3 separate regions of the Mus musculus genome follow, and regions 2 and 3 are each linked to region 1. A link is a contact called in public ChIA-PET and Micro-C data. All regions are on one chromosome and are shown on one strand. Each heading gives the region's core, a stretch centred on a gene start, on an enhancer-like site or on the middle of the called end of the contact. The rest is flanking DNA. Distances are from core to core; before and after follow the strand shown. Region 1 holds the start of Usp48 (ubiquitin specific peptidase 48). Region 2 holds the start of Wnt4 (wingless-type MMTV integration site family, member 4). Region 3 holds the start of Ece1 (endothelin converting enzyme 1).

Region 1 (5,009 bases), core at 1,814-4,313:
TTCTCCGATTCCTTTATAACCCGGCTATTTCGGCTCTGCCAGGTTTTGGCTCATGGCCACTGCTCTTGGCTTCTGGCTCTCCTCCCTCCTTGCCACCTTCCCTGTCTCCTCACATGGCCCAGTTCACTCTGCTTACCCAGTTTACTCTGGACTGTTGTGGATGCCTCTGTCTCTGCTCTCCCTCATACCCACAAGATGCCTTCTCCTTCATCATCCCCAGCTGTCTCTTTTTCAGGTTTTCATTCACTCCTTTTTTTTTTAGGTTTATTTATTTTTATGTATATGAGTACACAGTAGCTGTCTTCAGACACACTAGAAGAGGGCATCCGATCCATTACAGATGGTTGTGAACACTGGAATTGCACTCAGGACCTCTGGAAGAGTAATCAGTGCTCTTTTTTTCTTTTCTTTTTTCTCTTTCTTTTTTTTGTTTTTGTTTTTTTGTTTGTTTGTTTGTTTTTGTTTTTTCGAGACAGGGTTTCTCTGTATAGCCCTGGCTGTCCTGGAACTCACCTGGAACTCACAAGACCAGGCTGGCCTTGAACTCAGAAATCTGCCTGCCTCTGCTTCCCTACTGCTGGGATTAAAGGCATGCTCCACCATGCCCGGCTGTAATCAGTGTTCTTAACCGCCCCTCATTCCCTCCTTGAGAATCTCCCTTCTTGCTTCAGTAAATCTTGACTGCAGTTCCAGGTTACTTGGGGTCTGGTGGGGTGGGTTGAGGAGTAGATAAGGGAGGAATTAATCCTTGAATTCCCACAGGGCTTTTACATATTTAAATTTCTAATTACCCAAGGATGATAGCCTTGAACTCCTAATCCTCTTGCCTCTGACTCCTGGAATGTGCTGGAATGGCAGGATTGTAACCAGTTGGCTTTGCAGCAAGTCTCATGAGATTTCTGTGTTTAATGTTACCTTTGGCCCAGACTGAAGAGGATTCAAATCTCTCTCACCACTAGCCTTTGCCTTCCCCGTCCCTCACTCACAGCTAAACCACTGCTCTCAGCTGTCCCTGAGGATTTTCTTTCCTCTGTGATATTAGTCTGGAACGGTGCCTTTTTCTAACTTAAGAAAGTAGTTTGGGGGGCTGGTGAGATGGCTCAGCGGTTAAGAGCACCGACTGCTCTTCCACAGGTCCTGAGTTCAAATCCCAGCAACCACAAGGTGGCTCACAACCATCTGTAACAAGATCTGACACCTCTTCTGGTGTGTCTGAAGTCAGCTACAAAGTACTTATGTATAATAATAAATAAATGTTTGGGCAGGAGTGACCAGGGACTGAGCGAGTGGAGTTGACTGGAACAAGAAGAGGTCCTAAAAATTCAATTCCCAACAACCACATTAAGGCTCACAACCATCTATACAACTACAAGTATACTTGCATACATAAAAAAATGAATAAATAAATCTTAAAAACAAAAAGAAAGTAGTTCAACTTATTATGTGTGTTTTTGCAACAGGGTCTCACCATGTATGTAGCTCTGGCTGTCATGAAACTCACTAAACTCGCTGGGCGTGGTGGCGCACGCCTTTAATCCCATCACTGGGGAGGCAGAGGCAGGTGGATTTCTGAGATCAAGGCCGGCCTGGTCAACAAAGTGAGTTCCAGGACAGCTAGGGCTATACAGAGAAACCCTGTCTCCAAAAAACAAACAAACAAACAAACAAACAAACAACAAAAAAAGAAACTCACTAAATTAGCAAGGCTCTACCCTTCACCACCAGAGTACTGGGATTAAAGGTGGGCCCCACAAAACAAACAAACAACAAAAAAAGAAACTCACTAAATTTGCAAGGCTCTACCCTTCACCACCAGAGTACTGGGATTAAAGGTGGGCCCCACAACAGTGTTCAACTGTTAACCAGTGGTATAGGAATTCAGTGTTTATTTGTTTGACTTTTTTTTTTTTTCCTTCCAGGAGACGAGGTTTCTCTGTGTGGCCCTGGCTGTCCTGGAACTCACTCTGTAGACAAGGTTGGCCCACTAACTCAGAGATCTACCTGTCTCTGCCTCCTGAGATTAAAAGTGTGTGCCACCACCAACCAACTGGTGTAGGAATTCTTTAAGAAAGGAGGTGTATGTGTGTGTGTCCTGACTTAGAAGATTTTTGTGTTTTTTATTTTCAGCCTAAATTCAACCAAAGGACCAAATCTTGCTTCAGTAAATCTTGACTTCAGTTCAAGGTTACTTGGGGGCTGGTGGGGTGGGTTGAGGAGTAGATAAGGGAGGAATTAGTCCTTGAATTCCCACAGGGCTTTTACATATTTAAAGTCCTGGAATTTTCTCTCTTTAGCTGTAATAGCTCTTTTCTGTTACAAAACGCTGTGATTCAGTTTAGCCTTTTTTAGGTCTAAGGGGAAGTAGTTGCAAAAAGGAAATAATATCACAGCAGGGAGCTAGGGTGTACACTCCATAACGAATTAAGACGTCAAAGTGTTGACCCTCTGGTCAACAGCCTACAGCAAAGAACACGTCCCAGACCTGTGTATGCTTCTAAACAACCTGCAACTCAAAGACTGAGCCTATCACTTCGAAGACTACAAACCCCAGGATGCCTCGCGCTCCGCGAGTGGCAGAGCGCATTGCACGCTGGGATATGTAGTCCCGTTGTAGCATCCGCAAACCACATAACGCCTCGTGACGTCAGAAAGCACGGGCAAGGAGCCGGAACTCGCCCAGGCTCAAGTGAAATCCTCGATCCGACTGTGGCGTTCCGGCTGCCTCGGTTTCTGCTATTATCAGGTCCCACTCACAGTCCCGGTGGCCCTATGGTGTGCGTTGAGTACTCTATGGTGTAACTTTGTCACAGTAACAGGGGAAGTGTGGAAAGCAAGGGCAAGCTCTCGCTCGTCGGAGTAGACGACGGAGGCTGAAGCGTAGCTAGCTGCCTTCACCATGGCGGAAAAAAGACGTGGCGAGTCGCCTTTGGGCAGACGCTTGGCTTTCTTCCGCCAGTCGGATTACATGGGCTTTCGGCGCAGGGACTCCTGGGAGCACGCATGCGCAGACTGCGGCAGGGCGTACGCCTCCAACGTCCGCAGGCGCGGGGTCTGTCGGGTATCGGCGGCGGCGGCGGCGCTTTGCGGCTGGTCGTGCGAGCTGGGCGCGGGCGGGCGGGCGCGGCGGCCGTGGCGCGCGCAGGTGATTGACTGCTCTCCTGTCTGAGGGCAGCGCTGGGTTCTTTCGGCTGGCAGGGGCCCGTGCCCATTCGGGCGGAGACGGAGGCGGCGCCGGAGGCCACCGGGCTCGGCGAGTGCTACCTCGGTCAAGGCTATGGCTCCGCGGCTGCAGCTGGAGAAGGCGGCCTGGCGCTGGGCGGAGACGGTGCGGCCCGAGGAGGTGTCGCAGGAGCACATCGAGACCGCCTACCGCATCTGGCTGGAGCCTTGTATCCGAGGCGTGTGCAGGTGAGGTCCTCGCGTGGCCGAGGCGGGATCGGGGGACGGGGGACCGGGAACCAGGGCGATGCACGGTGTTACTGCATCTCCTTTCAGTTTGCACGACCCGGGAGCTACGCAGCCCCCGAAGTGATGCGGCTGCTGGGCTCGCATCCTGAAGATGGCGGTGGAGATAGTTGGAGATAGGGCTTAGTAAGTAACGCTGGAGTGTTGTTTGATCTTGGGCATAGCTGTGCGCTTTTCGCTTGTAAAAGGGGAACTTGCCGACAGCGAACTTCGTCGACATTGTATCTCCTGTCATTGCACGCTGAGAAGGCCTGATCACCTAAGTATCACTTGCAGAGAGCAGGTTTAGAAAACCCTTTGGTTAACCTACGTCATCGGTCCCCCGCTCTCATTGGCTGGCTCTCTTTGACCTATAGGTGTTTTCTTTTGGTCACCCTAACTCCACACCACTTTGCAGAGTAAAGTGTTTTTAGCTGTTTAAATTCTGCTCCCCCTTCGTGGCCCTTGGTTCTGATCTTTTTTTGCGTAGAGTGGTTTTCTTATCCCCACCTCGTAGCCTGCACCGGCCTGTGTTCAATCGAATTGATAAACCGAGGCATGCTCCATAGCTCCGTGTCATCGGGCGTGTAGGGAAAAGTGGAAGACGTGGAAGCCTTGGTTCCTGGCTTCAGAGCTGTGCCTCATTTGAGATATAATGTAAGTTAGGAAGTTTTCAAAAGTAAAGCGGGTGCATCTTTCTAAACTCTAGGTGTCTGCTCACAAGGACATTAAGACTCCTCGAAGTTCTGGAACGGCATCAATTTGTATAGTGTGGAATTGAAACAGCTTTACCGAGGCACTCATTTGAAGTGTATAGTTACAGTGCTGGTGGTTTAGCTTGAGAGTAGAGTGGTGGTTTTATGCTTGAGTCCCTTGGTTCAATTACCCGCACAGGGGATATAAAAGACAGAGTTAAGTCTGGGGCTGGAAAGATGGCTAATTAGTAAAGAGGGCTCAGGCTTCTCTTCAAAGGATCACAGTACCATTTGTTCTGAGAACCCACACCAGGTGCTTGATAACCACCTGTAACTCCAGCTCCAGAGCATGTGCAAAGCCTTCTTCCAGACACAGTGGGCACCTGAGCATTAGTGCACACACACACACACACACACACACACACACACACAAATGATCTGTTTTGATACTGTACAATTGCCAATATCCTTTTTTCTTTCTTTCTTTTTCAATTTTTTTCAATTTGTTTTTGTAGAGCTGGGGACTCTGGTGTTTTGTATGTTTGAGGATTTAGCCCGTGTTTACCTGGGACTTACAGTCCTTCGAGCTAGTAGGTGCTCAAACATGAGAGTCATGGGACCATAGACATGTGCCATTCATTGTTCTGTTGGTGCTGCAGCTCTAACCCAGAGCCCTGTGCAAACCCTACGGGTGTTGTATGAGCTACACTCCCAGCCTGTTCTAGTGGGTATGAAGTAGTATTTGGCGTCTGTGTGTTTATTGCCTCCTACTCTGAATAGATCCAGAATCCTGTAGATGATAGAGGCCAGTATTCTAGTACACAGATACCCTCTCAGTCCCCTTTTCTTGTTGGTTTGCATTTATCTAGT
Region 2 (5,009 bases), core at 963-3,462, 320 kb before region 1:
AAACTAATAGCCTACTGTTGTTTAAATTATTTATTATCTTCACTATACTGGATCTACATGGTGGCTCAAAATAGCTTAGTAATTCTGTACCACGCTTAAACCTAAGAGTGGCCCTGCCCTGAACACCCCACAGTCTGGCCTTTCTCTAGCTCACTGACTCTAAACACAGAGAGAGAGAAGATCATGGGGCCAAAGAGATGTGGTCATCTGGAGCCTGTGTCCCCTCCCTGGGTCTCACTCTGGAGATCCAGGCCCCTACACTTCCTTGCCCAGGTGACTCTTGCTAACTTCTAGGATAGGTGCATCTCTCTTGCAGATCCAAGCTGATCAGACTGGAGTGGCTGCACACTGGTGTGTATGGCCCTAAGGCAGAGGACTGGCCAAGACTGCACAGCTTTCAAATGGGTGGAGGGCTTGGGTGGAGAGGGAACGGGAGACCAAGTTTGTCTATACAAGCTGAGATGTGTGCATGTGTGCACAAAATAATCTGTAAAGGGCAAGAAAGGCAGAAGTGGGAAAAGGTGAGAGTCAGGACCAGGCACCAGGGTCACTCTCTGTGCACTTCATTGCTGCACCATGCATATGCGGGACCCAGGCAGTGTGAGAAGCTCACACTCAGAGCAGTTCTGCATGTTATTATGAAAGCGTGTTTTTTTGAGAGCTGGCTAGGACATATTTTATTCCTCGTTTTGTTAGCTTGATTTATCACCTGCAAATATTTAGACATGTGGTACATGAACTCACATCTGCACTTTTGCCGGGGCTCCACGGATCCCTACCACCTTCTGCTCAGCCTCCATGCCAAACGCTTATCAAGTCTCTCCTGGGTTAACCCAGACAACTGGAGTCAAACGTGGCCATGGTGGGGGTGGGCAGCCAAACTCACATAGAGAAAACAGTTGGTTCTGGAAGGGCAGAGGCCAGGTCATTTTCTCTCCCCCTTGCTTTTAGTGAGATTGAGTAGGGTCTCTGGGCTTTCGTGTCCTGTTTAGACAGAGTTCCTCTAGCTCAGTGGGATGTAGCCTCAGGCAGGGCCAGAGTCTGGGCTCTATCAGTGACCTGGAGAGGGTGTGGCCCAGCCATGGCAAGTAACTATTAACACGGAATTGAGCTTCAGCACCAGCCAGGCATGGGTTTTTAAGCAATATCTCCACTCCATTCATTCACTCCACAAACGTGTCACCCACCCACTCTGTGCCAGACACCAAGCTAAGGGTTGAATCTGCCTGACGTGGGAGAAGTAATAAAAGAATCGAACAGAAACCCAAGCAGACAGCAAAGATTGGTTCCTGTGCTAAAAGGAAGCCTCCACAGCCTTCCAGTTCCTAAGCAGAAGGTCTACACAGAAAGGCAAGGGGTTCGCTCAAAACCTCGCTGCCTGGAGCGCGCCAGAACTCAGGGCGATCCAGAAGCGAGGTTTCGGATTCCCGGAGTCTCAGGCCACTGTCCCAAGCTGCCCGAAGTAGAGAGGCCCCTGTCCAGCTCCGGGAAGGCTGGAGGGAGGTGAGTGCTAGGGAGGGGCCGGACCACAGAACGCGGGGGCCTGAGGGCGGGGAGGGGTCCGGTGGGGACAGCCGGGCGGCACCCCAGCCTGGTGCGCCCTGAGCGCGAGCGACTGGGTGCGCGCGAGTAGCAGCCGCTCTCGCTCCGGTGGCTCCGCCGGGGTCGGCCGGGGATCCCGGCTCCCAGGCGCCGGCGGGGGGCCGCGGGGCGCGGCCAGGGCGGCGCTGCAGTGCCCGCAGCGGCGGGCTGGGGGAGCTGTGCCCGCTCGTCCCTAAGGCCCCGGGCGGGGACCCAGCAGCTGGGTCGCCGCGCCTCTAGCTCGGCCCAACTGGGCGGCGTGCGGCCAAGCGTGCCTGCAGCAGCGGGGCTGAGGCTCCGAGCGCGTCCGGGCGCCGGGCCGGGGAGGCCCCCCAGGAGAAGCCCAGTCCCGCGGGCTCAGGACCGCCCCCGTGGGGGGGGGGTTGTCCCACGCCGCTGGACCCGCCCAGGTAACCCCATCCTCGGCCCGCCCCCGGCCCGCCCCGCCGGCCGCCCGCCCGCCTCCGCCGCCACCGCCGCATCCCGGCTCTGGGGCGGCGCTGACAGTCGGGTCCGCCGGGCAGCGGGCGCAGCAGCGGGCGGCGCGGCCGGCTGCTCGGAGGCTGAGCCCCGCCGCGCGCCCCGGCCCGGCGCCCCAGCCCGTCCGCGCGGCGCCCACCTGCCGCCCCGACGGGAGCCTTGCGGCCGCTGCCCCGGGCTGGGCGCGCACGGCACCATGAGCCCCCGTTCGTGCCTGCGGTCCCTGCGACTCCTCGTCTTCGCCGTGTTCTCGGCCGCCGCGAGCAATTGGCTGTAAGTCGGGCCGGGGACCGGGCGGGCGGGGCGGGTCCCGGGGCCACAGGCGCAGGGGGCTCCCGGCAGGTGTCTCAGCCGTGGGACCCGAGGATCGCGCTCCCGCCGGTTCCTCCTGCCGGCCACCACCACTGTCCGGTCTTCCCTCTGGAGGTCCCGGGACCCCTGCTGCCCCAGTCCGGCTCGGGGTAGCAGGGCTGGCAGTGCGTCTGCACCGGGAGGCTCCTTTGGGTGCTCGAGGGCGCGCGGGGGTGCGAGCGCGGGGCGGTGGCCCGGGAACGGAGCGAGGCGCAAACCGGCGGGCTGACAGGTCTCCGAGGGAAAGCGTCCCGAGCATAATAGCAGGTTAACCGCGAGGAGTCTGGGCGCGAGCTCCTCGCGCTGCGCTGCGCCGCGCCGCGCTGCGGGCTGAGCTGGAGGCGTGCAGAGACCTGTTTCTGCTTGGGGGGCGGGAGCCAAACATAGAAGTCCAGGACCGGGGCGCCGAGCCTCTGAGAGCCCGCAGGCTGGCTCTGGCTGCTCCTCGCTGTTCCCTGAGGCAGGAAGAAACTTCTCCCAACCTTTAATAAAGAAGGCGACAACCCCCATCCACCTCTAAGGGTCTTGCCTAAGAAGGAAGGGGGTGGTAACCACTGGTGACCTGTGTGTCTCTCCCTGACTGGGTCTGCGCTCGGGAGGATCCCTGGGAAGGCGAGCTAAAGAGCTAGTGACTAAGAGAACAAGGAACCAGCTTTTAGACTCCTTCATCCCTCCTCAGTGGCACTTCCTATGGCCCAGGCTTAACCCTGGCCCCAACTTCTCCTGCCCAGAGCTCTGCAGCCTTCCACTGTGGGCAGCCAGTGGGGAGCCAAGCTCCTGTATTGATCTGAAAAGCATGAGGTGGGAAGGGGGGATAGCCAACAGTGTAGCTGGGGTTTCCATGGAGACAGTGGGAAAGGAAAAATTCTCTCTGCATCAAGACCAAAGAACAAATATCTCCCATGAAATTGCCCTGAGTGTCCAATGGCTGTTGCTATGAGGTCATTGTGGCCAGCCAGGGCCCTGGAGACTGGAAAGGAGTGTGTTCGTTGGGGTCAGAGCCACCCAGAGCTTGGGAGACTGAGGTGATGTGGAATTCTCCCAGCTGTTCCGAGAGCTCGCAATTCCTCTGAGGCCCAAAGTGGCTGCATTGTTTTTCCTGGATTCTTAATTTGATTAACACTTCAGGGGCAGTGGCAGAGTGGACAGAAACCAGGGCACAGCCACCGTCCCCTCCCCTCCCGCCCCCCACTTCTTGCAGAATGCTCCCTCCCCCAGTGAGACCTGGGTTGCAGACCTGAGAAAGCACTTTGCACTTGAAGGAGTCTGGGGTCTCTGGAGTTGCCTCTTAAATAGATAGGTTTAGAGGTCTGAGCATCAGGGGAAACTAGAAGTTCAGCTGACCTGCCCAGCACCAAGCAGTACAAAAAAAAAAAAAAAAAAAAAAAAGCCAAGGAAACAGTGAGAAGTGTGTGAGCCAGGCCTGCAGCAAACACGGAGACAGCTGCCACAGAAAGGCCCTCCGACGCTCCTGGCTCTTTAGCTCCCTTTATAGATGAGGAAAACTAAGGCCCAGGGAAGGGAGCTACTTACCAAACTGAAGACGGAACTCAGATGCTTCTGTTTCCAGACAAGGATAATCTACTTCATGCCTGAGGCTGTCCTGAAGTTGACCCAGTACACCCAGGTAGAATTGCCACCCGCCTCCAGCCATGTCCACCACGCCCCAGTCCCAGCTAGGGAGGCAGCCCCAGCTTCAGGTCTTGCAAAGCAAGGGGAATTCCAGAGCTCGGTTCTTGAGCCTTGTGCCTGCACCGTGGGGGGTGGGTAAGGGGGGGGGGCCTGGGCTTGGGGAGGTTGGCAAACCTGTTCTCTGCAACTGGGATGGTTCCTGTTGCCATGCAACCTGCCTCTAGACAACTCAGTTCACTCCTGTTCCACCAGGGCTCTAAGCCAGCTCACAGAGACAGGAGGAAGGGGCTTCCCAGGACCCTATGGAACTAGAGAGGCTCCAAACGGGAAGAGACCCCAGGCACGCGCACACACACAAACCTTGTACTTCTAAACATGTCCATCTGTAGCCTGAAACTGGACCAGCCCCTAGGGAAACAGGTGCCACAGCCTAGGCTCCCAGCAGCTTGGGTCTGAGAAGCCACAGCTGGAATGGATAAGGCCGTGTGCCTGCTCCTCGGCCGAGTGGAACTCCTCAACCTGGAGGTTAGAGAATGATAACTTAATGTTCATCACCCACTGCACTATCTGAGCTCTCACTGCATTGGAACCCATTTTATAGATGGGAAGACTGAGGGCCACAGAGGTAACCCAGAGCTACTTAGCCAGTAAATGGCAGGGCTATCTGACCCAAGTCAGCCTCCCGGAGCAACAGCTTTGGGTCGGCAGCTGTTTGTTCAGGCATGCTGGTGGCACCGTGTCTTTTCAAGGGTGAGCCAAGGGCCATTTGAGATGGCTTGCTGCCAAGCCTGACAACCTGAGTTCCATCCCTGGGACCCACATGGTAGAAGGAAAGAACCAACTCCTGAAAGTTGTCCTCTGACCCCCACACACGTGCACGCTCACACACACCCAAATAAATAAATAAATAATATAAAAAGGCCGGGCAGTGGTGGCACATATCTTTAATCCCAGCACTCTGAAGG
Region 3 (5,009 bases), core at 1,205-3,704, 270 kb after region 1:
CCTGGGACTGAAGCATAGTTGGTGGAGTGCCTGCCAGCATGCACAAAGTCAACACGTCATAAGCAGGGCATGGTGGTGAGTGCCTTGAATCTCTGCACTTGGGAAGTGGATCAGAAGTCCCAAGACACCTTCCATTATCCACTCTATAAGGAGTTAGAGGCCAGCCTGGGTTACAAGAGACCTAGCTCAAAAACAAAACAAAACAACAACAACCCAAAGAGAGAAGAAATAGGTCAGGGGCTGATGGTATGTATATGTGGTCAGCCCCATAGATGGGCTCTGACACGTCAGGCACAGTCATCCTTGAGGCCCACGCACGTACATATGACACCACACAGCCTGCCCTCTTGCTCATGAATCCCATGGCCGCCGCCAATGTACAAGCTCTGGGATACACCCCACCCACGAACCTGCACCTCCACAGTGGAAAACTTGATGCTGCCAAGTTTCAGGGGCTATAGAGCACTGTGCCCACTCCATGGGTCCCCTCCCCCACCCCACCAAGCTTCCACAGACACACATTGGAAGAGCAGACAGTCCCCCTGGCATCTAAATCCTCAGTCTGGTCTTTCTTTCCCTGGTGTAACAAGGGACACTCAGGGACAGGTCCTGGGAAAGGGTTCCTGCTTCCCTACTCTTCCCAAGCCTGCCACCATCTTCAGCCACTCTGCCCTCTCCTCCTCCTTCCCTCTTGATGGATGGTAGGCAAGACTACCCAGGCCTTCCCTCCCCTCCTTCCCCTCTCCCTCCCTCCTTTTTTTCTTCCTTCCATTCTCCTGAACCCCCATCTCACATCTTCTAGGATGTCTTTGCCCCTGAACATATATCTCACATCCCTTATACGTTAGTTTCTTTTCTTGGCATCATATAAATATAGGGAATGACCAAAGTCAAATAGGTGGGGCTTGGTGGGCACACCTGTAACCTCAAGCACTCCAGAGGCAGAGGTAGGATTGGGGTAGTGTGGGCTAGGTTATTGAGACCCATCTCTGTTTGGGTAGTGTGGGCCAGGTTATTGAGACCCATCTCTGTTTGTTTTTTGTGTTGGTTGGTTGGTTTGTCGAGACAGGGTTTCTCTGTGTAGCCCTGGCTGTCCTAGAACTTGCTCTGTACGCCAGGCTGTCCTCGAACTCAAGAGATCCTCCTGCTTCTGCTGCCTGATTAAAGGCGTGCGCCACCACCACTGTCTGGCAGTTTGTTTGTTTGTTTGTTTACCTACATGTATGTGTTTGTCTGGGGTGCAGTATGTGCACATGTGAATGCAGATGTTTGTAGACGCCAGCATAGGGCATTGGGTCCCTTGCAGCTGGAGTTACAGGTAGTTGTGAGCCAAATGATACCGGTGCTGGGATCCCCCCCCCGATTCCCCCCCCCATCACACCTGTGCAAAAGCAATACATGTTCTTAACCATTTGGCCATCTCTCCAGCCCCAAGACCTATCTTAAAAAACAAAAAACAAACCAGCCACACATTTACCACACAGGACACACTGACCTCTCTACTCACAAACTGAGCCACCTACAACGCTGTGGTAAATCTCTGCCGTGTGTGTGTGTGTGTGTGTGTGTGTGTGTGTGTGTGTGTGTGTGTGTGTCTCAAGCTGCATGCTCGAACACACATGTACACCAAACGGGATTCACTCACCGGCTACTCTTTCACAACAGGGGCACAAAGCCTCTTTCTACTACACCCACATGCGTGCCCAACAGGTCACAAATGCACGGCTCACCCAGTACGTACAGTTTCCTGGTCTTTCTTCCTCTGCACCTGCGCAGCGGGCATAAAGAGAAAGTTTCTCTACTGGAGGTCTAAGTGCCCCCGCCTACTGGGCCTTCATTCCATTCCATTTCTCTTTCCTTCTCCCCTCTCTGAATCGCGCGCCTGCGCTGGTGTACACACACACACACACACACACACACACACACACACACACACTAACAATCCCCAAATATAGTCTTCTATCTTTCCACATAAACACACAGGCATTCGAAACTCATCCCTTCCCCCCCTTTCTGTCTTCTCCTCTCTGCCCTTCTTCCTTCTTGCACACAAACACACCCCACAGCTGCAGTGCCCAGGGTCATACTACAGTGCAGGCACCAGGCAGGAGACAAAGGTCGCCTAGGCTCCCAGAACCCCAACTGGGCGCAGGTGGACCTGACACCGGCTCCGTCTGTCCCTCGAGAGGGTCCCGGCGAGGTGTAGATTAGGCACGCCAAGCTGGAGGTTCGGGCCCGCACCCCTGGACCCACCGGTATCCGGGGCAGCTAGAGTATCCAGCGCTCCAGCATGCCAAGGGTTAAGGAGCCCGCGGAGGTGTGGGGGGGAGTCTAACCGACGCTTCTGATTGGCTGTTTCTTCGGGGCCCGCAGCCCCCGCACTTCTGTATTGGTTCGCGGCGGGCCCCGCCCTCTGGCCTGGGCGCCCCAGCCTCGCGCGCCGCCCCGGCAGCTAGCCCTGAGGTTCGAGCGTAGAGCTCAGCCCAGCGCACTTGGAGCTGGAGCCTTAGCGGGAGGTGCATCCTAAGCCCGGCCGTTCGGAGCCCGGGAGCGACGGTGAGTACTCCCGCAGCCCGCTGTGGCTCCATGCAACCCCGACGGTCCCGACAGCGGGGCGGCGATGGCATCCTGGCTGGTTCCTGGCGAGCTGGGCGTCCCCTTTAGCTGAGGCCCGCGTCCCGCTGTTCACTGGCTTGGACCCGGACAGGAGTTGTGGGGGGTGTCCGGTTCGCGTGGACCTTGGTTCTGGGCTGCTGGGCTGCTCCTGGCGTGGAAGACTCGGGGTCGCGTGCTGGATTTTGGGGAAGAGTTGGTGAGATAGGTTTGGGGTGTGCAAGTCCCTGAGCTGAGCTTGGCTTGGCTTGACTTGGAGACCGTGGGCAGCTAGGCCAGGTCGATTCAGAGACGTCAAGGTTCAGCTGGACTTGAGCTCACACCCCGCATAGTCCGAGTGGCTTTGGGATTCGAGAACATCGTGGGAGACTAGGGCACTTTTCTCCTACACTGATCCTGCAGTGGCTGCCTGGCTCATGGGAAGGGGAGAGATAGCTCAGAGAGGAGGGGATAGTCTGAGGTTCTGAGGGTTATCTGGTGTTCCCAGCATCTCCCAGTAATGAATCCTCAGAGGAGGGCCCAAGTGCTGACTCCCGTGGTCCAAAGCACCACGGTAAAGGGGTCCTTGAGGAAGAGGGCTTCTTTGGGGGCTCAAGCCTCAAGCCTGATATCCATCTAATCCAGATCTGGCTGCTTTTGAGAGCTTCGGAGTGATGAGTTGACTCTCTGGCCTAGAGCCAAGGCCTCCGGTTACCTCTCCATCTCACCCAGGGCCATTTGCTTCTTCTCTCCCTGTGGACCTCTGATTGCCTCTCCTAGAGCCGAGCTCTTGGCGTGTGTACTGGACCCAGGACACCCTGTGTGGCCTGAGGAGATCTGCCTGGGTTCTCTGCCTTTTGGTCCTAGAGACTTGCCTACATCTGTGATGTCCCTTCCATGCCTGAGGGGTTCGCTGAGAAACAGAGGGGCATCATGGAGAGAGCTGAAGATGCTCCAGAGACAGCCTCAGGACCAACCCGTGCCTGGTCAGAAATTAAGTCTCCCTTAGACAGCCCTTTTCTCTCTTACCCACTGGCGTCTTTCCCCTGAGACATCATTGGTCTCTCTGGAGACCGATGACTTAATTCTCCCGCCCCCCCAAGGTGCCCAGAGATCATCTTGGACCCGACTTACCTCCCCCATTAAGAATCTCCCAAGAGCTGGACAGTGGTGGCGCTCACCTTTAATCCCAGCACTTATGAGGCAGAGGCAGGAGGATTTCTGAGTTCGAGGCCAGCCTGGTCTGCAGAGTGAGTTCCAAGACAGCCAGGCCTATACAGAGAAACCCTGTCGCGAACTCATGTCTAGTTTCATGGCCGGGGAATGTGTCACCTGTGGGCCAGCTGTTGCTTTAAAGCTTGAGGATGTGGGAGAGCTATAAAAGAGGGAGAGACTTTGAGGTCATACGTCCTCTCTTTAGACCCACCCTGGCCTGAGCCACTCGCAAAGAGGACCGTTTCCTCCTTACAAAGCACCAGAAAGTCTGGTGTGGTCCTGCATGTTCTGATTGCAGGGTTTTGGGGGGCTGAGGCAGGCAGATCTTGGTTCAAGGGCAGCCTGAGCTGGAATAAACCAACTAATTAACAACCCACCCTGCCCTGGGAACATTTAAAAAATTATCTTTTTAATTTGTGTGAGTGTTTGGCTTGCATGTGTGCCTGGTACCTGTGGAGGGCAGATGAGAGTGTTGGATCTCCTGTAGCTCGAATACTAGATCGTTGGTGCTTAGGACTGGTTCCAGGGCTCCTCTGTAAGAGCAACAACTGCTCTTAACTGGCTGAGCTATCTCTGACCTGAAAAGCTTCCTAGCCCATCAGAAAGACTTTAGACTTTGGTCCCAAATAGATTTGGGTTCTAATTCTAGCTCCTCCTGTTCCCCACAGGGACTTTGGTAAAGTTGTGTTATAACCCCGCTGTGCGCTGTCTCCATCAAGAGATGATAATGGTTCCTATCTTTCAGGATGGTGGGGGGGGGATCAGGTTGAGATAAATCCAAGTGAGAGTGTTTGGCTCGAATACCATTTACTTTCGTTTACAACCTTGGGAAGTTCTGCTAAGCATCCAACCTATTTGCTGGTCTGAAAGAACCGTTCATATTTATCACATTTGGGAGACAGTGATCTAAATAGAGTGTTTTATTTCTTGTGTATCGGAGACTTACAGGATACTTGTTCTGTGCCAGACCTTGTACAAGGCAAGAAGTGACCCAAACTGTATGGATGGGCCTTCTACCTGTCCCTAACCGTCCTCAGGCCAGGGGCCGTGTCCTTCAGGGAGGTGGCTATGTCATGCCCAGCAAGTGTTCCATTCTGGCTGGAGAGGTGGGAGAGTCATTAAGCCGATGTGATCTGAATAAGAAAACGTGTTCTAGTCAGGGGGAACCTGGGTGATATCAGACCAGAGGTCTGAGGACATAG

Evidence for each region. Hi-C and Micro-C count contacts between places; a contact is called where the count stands out from the background. ChIA-PET counts read pairs in DNA pulled down with a chosen protein or histone mark.
Region 2: a Micro-C map of embryonic stem cells shows a contact between it and region 1, with 6 times the contacts expected there. The contact joins the promoter of Wnt4 here to the promoter of Usp48 in region 1. A contact is called at or near these places in 2 of 39 promoter capture datasets (hematopoietic stem and progenitor cells and hippocampal neurons), 1 of 484 Hi-C or Micro-C datasets (embryonic stem cells) and 1 of 115 datasets of contacts at active chromatin or transcription factors (pancreatic cancer cells).
Region 3: an RNA polymerase II ChIA-PET map of memory CD8 T cells shows a contact between it and region 1, with 21 read pairs. The contact joins the promoter of Ece1 here to the promoter of Usp48 in region 1. A contact is called at or near these places in 4 of 484 Hi-C or Micro-C datasets (B cells, CD4 T cells, CD8 T cells and 1 more) and 1 of 115 datasets of contacts at active chromatin or transcription factors (memory CD8 T cells).

What each region holds. Positions count from the first base shown.
Region 1 is chr4:137,591,109-137,596,117 of GRCm38.p6, forward strand. It overlaps Usp48 (ubiquitin specific peptidase 48), which reads left to right and starts at 3,064. Exons shown (of 27, transcript NM_001355588.1): 1 at 3,064-3,408. The coding sequence starts at 3,275.
Region 2 is chr4:137,275,423-137,280,431 of GRCm38.p6, forward strand. It overlaps Wnt4 (wingless-type MMTV integration site family, member 4), which reads left to right and starts at 2,213. Exons shown (of 5, transcript NM_009523.2): 1 at 2,213-2,334. The coding sequence starts at 2,258.
Region 3 is chr4:137,859,826-137,864,834 of GRCm38.p6, forward strand. It overlaps Ece1 (endothelin converting enzyme 1), which reads left to right and starts at 2,455. Exons shown (of 19, transcript NM_001369179.1): 1 at 2,455-2,556.